Regions from separate parts of the Gossypium hirsutum genome. Here region 1 is linked to region 2. A link is a contact called in public Hi-C data. All regions are on one chromosome and are shown on one strand. Each heading gives the region's core, a stretch centred on a gene start, on an enhancer-like site or on the middle of the called end of the contact. The rest is flanking DNA. Distances are from core to core; before and after follow the strand shown. Region 1 holds the start of LOC121230361. Region 2 holds the start of LOC107962456.

The links. Hi-C and Micro-C count contacts between places; a contact is called where the count stands out from the background.
Region 1: a contact with region 2 is called in a Hi-C map of hypocotyl, with 1.5 times the contacts expected there. The contact joins the promoter of LOC121230361 here to the promoter of LOC107962456 in region 2. A contact is called at or near these places in 6 of 34 Hi-C or Micro-C datasets (anther, callus, hypocotyl and 1 more).

The regions. Positions count from the first base shown.
Region 1 is chrA06:5,959,961-5,962,660 of Gossypium_hirsutum_v2.1, forward strand. It overlaps LOC121230361, which reads left to right and starts at 1,302. Exons shown (of 4, transcript XM_041114980.1): 1 at 1,302-2,174; 2 at 2,280-2,414; 3 at 2,557-2,700. The coding sequence starts at 1,481. The coding sequence ends at 2,624.
Region 2 is chrA06:5,830,796-5,833,495 of Gossypium_hirsutum_v2.1, forward strand. It overlaps LOC107962456, which reads left to right and starts at 1,401. Exons shown (of 2, transcript XR_001701623.2): 1 at 1,401-2,462.

The sequences.
Region 1 (2,700 bases), core at 52-2,551, 130 kb after region 2:
AGCCAACTAGATTTTAGGTGCCAACTTGGATTTGTAAATGGGATGAAAATAGGTTTTTAATTAAAAAAATTATTTAATTAAAATTTTTAAACCTAAACTTTAATTAAAAAAACTGTTCATCTCCTCTGAACCAAAACTTACCCAAGACCAGCAAAAAAAAAGATTGCAAGGTAATTCAACACAAAATCAGCAGTAAGAAAGAATAATCTGGAATACCCACAAAGAGATTGTGAACATACAAGTTGATTCAGATCAGAAAAAATTTGATTGAGAAACCAATTATTCAAGAACTGTGAAAGAACTAGAAAATATAATGATTAGAAACAAGAACAGTGAAAGTAACAACACTTTTCTAAAAAATTTACAATTAGCTTGAATGAAACAGGTTCATGAAAACATGTTTTTGGTTGCATTTTATGGGATGTCTATCGACCCAAAATAAAATACATATTCACAAACAATTTCAAAAAGTAGAAGAAAATATCAAGAATTTTAATTTAGGGTTTTCATTAAACAATAAAAAATCAAAACTTTTGTTTTTCAGTATTGAATAAAAGAGATAGAGGAATGCAAAGAAGACGTACCTGAACCCTCTATTGAATCCATCTTTATGAAACAGTCAATTTGATTTCAACTATTTTGATCTTAATAATAGTTTTTTCCAGTCAAATGAAAAAAAACATTGAAAAAAAGAAGAGACGAAGAAAAATAAAGAGGAGATGAAAAGTTTTTTTAGTTAAGGTTAAGGTTTAAAATTTTTAATTAATTAAAAAATTTTAATTAAAAATTTATTTTCATCCCATTTAGAAATTCAAGTTGGCACCTAAAATCTAGTTGGACTACCACGTAAGATTATCGTTAGAGAGATAATGGAATTTAACGGTAGAGTGATCACTTCGTAATAAAAAGATAACATAAGTGACTAAAACGTAACATTTCAAACATAAGTGATTAAAATGTAACCTGAAGCAAACAAAAGTGACTATTTTAATAGATTACCCAAAAACAAATGCTTGGTGGTAGGCAATTTCCAAGGCCTACTAAATCAGATTTGGTGGCTAAATTAGCACAATTGGTTCTTTCCACTATGCCTTTAATGATTAGGTGTTGTGATTTACCACGAAATTAGATAATAATAAAAAAGGACCCCAGTCAACTGCCTGCGCATTAATTAGACCCAATTTATCTTTCTTTATTAGATTAGTAACTAATGGGCTTAATTTGGAGAGATGAGGCCGAGGTGGTCATCTAGAGTTATTCGAGCAATCATATTGATTCATTAGTAAAGGTGGACAACAGGACCAATATTCGGTTTACGGGTTTTTACGGCCATGCAGATTCAAACTTTAGAGACCAATCATGGGAAATTCTCAAGAGAATTGGAAGAGCAGTCAAAGAAGAATGGATAGTTGGGGGAGACTTTAATACCATTTTGGATGATGCGGAGGAGGAGGGAGAGAAAAGGAAGCCGAGAGCACAAATGGAGGCCTTCAAAGAAGTGTTAGAGGAGCTAACATTAGTCGATATCAAACCCACGAGGGGTTGGTTCACATGGATTAATAATAGGGACGGTAATGCTTTAGTAAAAGAGCGTCTAGATCGACTTGTGATGTCGTCTAATTCTGCTTCTATTTTCCCGTTTATAGATGCTGTTGTAGTCAGACAGACTAAATCGGATCATGACACGGTGCTGCTGGACACGTTAGGGAAAAAGCCTAAAGAGAAACGCAGAGATCCTAGGCTTGCCTTTCGTTACAACGTGTGTTGGGCAAAGGATAAAAGAGAAAAGGAGATCATAAAGAATAAGTGGTGTAGAAAGGACGAAAATACTCTAGAAAAAATCGATGGAATGCATGAGATTTTGGGGCCTTGGCAATTTAAAAAGTATAATAAAATGAAAGCTCAGATTAGTGTGTTGGCTGAGCATATTGATAGAATCATCGACGGGCCCACCACTTTATTTGATATGAACAACCGTAGGGAAGCGCGCATCAAGTTAGGCAACCTTTACTCTGAGGAGGAAAGCTACTGGGCACAAAGGTCCAGAATCAAATGGTTGAGGGAAGGGGATAGGAACACTAAGTTCTTCCATGTAAGAGCCACTAGCAGACACAAGAAAAATAATATTGAGAGACTTCAAGACCATGGTGAACGGTGGGTGTATGACACCGAAGGTATTTTTCAGATCGCTGGAGATTATTTCCAAAATCTGTTTACATCGAGCATAGATTATAATGACGAGGTGGAAATGAACTATATCTCTATGTGTGTTGACCAAGGTATTAATAATATGCTCGTGAAGGATTTCACGGATGAGGAGATTTTAGCTGCTTTCAACCGGATGGATCCTCGCAAGGCACCAGGTATTGACGGCCTCTCGGGTGTTTTCTTTCGAGAAAACTGGAAGGTCGTGGGTAAGGATATCCTAAACTTTTGCCATGATTTTTTAAAAGGCTGAAAAGATTTTGCTTGTATAAATGAAACGATAATTGTTCTCATCCCAAAAATTAAAGAACCAACTACTATGTCTAATTTTCGACCTATCAGCTTATGCAGAGTTATTTACAAAATTATTGGGAAAACTTTGGAGTATCGGCAGAAGAAGGTTCTGCCATCTTGCATAAGCCAGAATCAAAGCATGAACTAGTACACTACATTCAGAGCTCAAATAGCGGTCCTAAAAAAGGGTTTGTGGTTAAA
Region 2 (2,700 bases), core at 151-2,650:
TTGGATCGGGTTTGAACAAAAATTTAAGTTTTTTTTTTCAACACGGCTCAAGTTTACCAAATGGGCCTGATATTTGGTTGGGTCAGCTCGAGACCTCTACCTGGTAGAGGACTAAACTTCTTTAGCTAAATGGGTAAATTTTGTTTTTGGTCCTCTTACTCTCATTGGCTAGGGTAGGCCATATATCCTTCCCAGAAACGAACATTATTGACCAAAACCTAATAATCCAAAGTTCTATTTCCATTATGTTCTCCCAAGTTAATTTCTTATATGCCATGCAATGCTTTATATATATACAAGATTATGGCACTCAAGGACTTAAAAAAATGTAACAAATACATTTATAGAAAAATAATTTAAAGATCATCATATTAGAGTAACAGATTTAGGGGTGTTTAAATTTCGGTTAAAATCAAAATAATCGATCGAATCGATCTAATTCAATTAATCGGTTAGCTAATCTAATTCGATCAGAGATTGGTTAATAATTTTTTAAAAGTTTAGTTATTAGTTTATTTAGCTCGAAAGTGAGTAATTAACCAAATTAATCAAACTTAATAATTAATATCATATATTATATGTATTAGGCTTAGTCCACTGCCCACCTAAGCCCCAACCACTGGCTCACCCCAGCACTTTTAAGTCCTACCCAATATAAACCTAATCTAGTATAATTTATAAACCCAACCCAATTTAAAGTATTGGGATTGAATCCGCAACTTTCATAAAATACAAGAACTAATAGAGATATTTTGCCGATTATTTTAACCTGAAAGTTTTACCATATCCCTTAGCCTTAGTCCCCTTCCCCTTAAGTGCTGCTCACTACCGTCAGTTAGATATGAGGTACAACATTGTGTTTTTCACTTCTCTGTCTTCTGCAAACTCTGCAACTTCAGTTCCCTCACCCATCCGTTTACTCATTCGCTTCTGAGGTACAATAAGACTTGGTTTAAGAGCAAAGGGAGGGTGTTGAAAGCTTTGAAAGGCTTAGGTTTTGAAGGTCCCAATTAATACTAAAGGTGAAACCTTTGAAAAGATAAATGCTAGAATACAAATTATGATAAATTGTTATAGACAAATATGGGAAACAACTCTTGTTGCACTGCCAACAAGATAGTCCCAATTTTCAATGAAAAGGTAATTAAAGGTATAAAAATGCTACAACCCATATTTCATTTGGCAATTAAAGCTTTTGTGATCTAAATCATGTAAAAGGTGTTCCCTTAAGTCCATAATCAAATAATTAATTATAAAAATATAAATTTCATTATATTAAATAAAGCTTATTTAAATATTTTTTATATTCTAATATTTATGTAAATAATTTAAAATCAAACTTGAATTATAATTATTGATTTTAGATATATGTTAAATCGAGATTGAAAAACACAATAGGATATTAAAATTACAACTATCAATCTTTTTTGTCAATCACTACTCAACCCAAACCCTAAAACTAAAATCAATTTTGGATCTGGAAAGGCGAAGCTGAGGGTGAACCATGAGCGGCGATACTAGTGATTCCTCCAGTTACTTTGGTGGGCAAGAGCCAGATGAACTGATCAGGTCCCTCGTCGAGAAATGGCTGGGTACCGATGGTGAAATGACACTCGGTTGCACTTTTTTGGATCTGGAAAGCAATGATGTCTTTATTAGGGCGATGCCACCTGATGCTCCTGTATCTTCCACTGCCGTTGCTTGTGGCAACCACGTTTACGTTATTGGGGGAATACACAAAAATGATGCTACTATTTTTTGTTATGATGATGTAAACGATGTTTTCCAATTAGATTTGAAGGACCTTGAACGTGGGTGGAGAAAAACTACTTCTATGTTGTTCCTTCGGTCTTTTCCCCTGGTTCTTACTACTGAAGGAAAGATTTACGTCTTCGAACGTATAGGTTCTGAATCTTTTGGCGAGGTTTACGATATAAGTGGGGATATTTGGGAACCATTGTCGCCCCCTCCGGAGGGTATCGGTCTATGTGATCCTGTTCTAGATTCTTCTCGATCTCGGATTTTGGTACACTGCAATGCCAATGATACTCTTTACGCTTATTACTTTGATCGTAAATCATGGGTTTGCCTCAAACAAAAATTTTGTTACTGGTCTGAATCAGCGACAATCGTGGACGATGTGCTGTATACTGTCATTTATAATTATTCTGGTAAGTTCCGTTCTTTGGAGGCGTATAATTTGCTTGATAAGAAACATTTGACCGTCAAATGGTCATCAGAATTTTCAGGTGGATCCAACAATGAATGGCACTCTGTATCGTTTGGGCAATGGCAAGTGTATTTTGGGTTGGGTCAACCATAAACATATGAGTTTTGAGTATATAAGATTAAATATTTGGTACAACGAGCAGGGAGGGATTCATGCAGCTGCAGAGCATCAATCTGCCATCACTGTTCCATATCCCAAAGATGTTCATGATATAATGTTGTTCTGAATGAAGGTTAGAGCCCCCTTCATATCACTACTACATCGTAATTATTCATTTGCCAATGCTGCTTGCCATTACATTTGGTTTGCTCTAAATGAAGTTTAGTGCCCCCTTCACATCACTACCACATCTTAATTATTCCCATCCTTGTAAATTGACGGATTTTTCGTTTGCCAATACTGCTTGTCATTGCATTTTGTTTGCTCTTGTTGTCACTAAGAAGTTGATAGTGAGCCTGGAACTTCCTGTA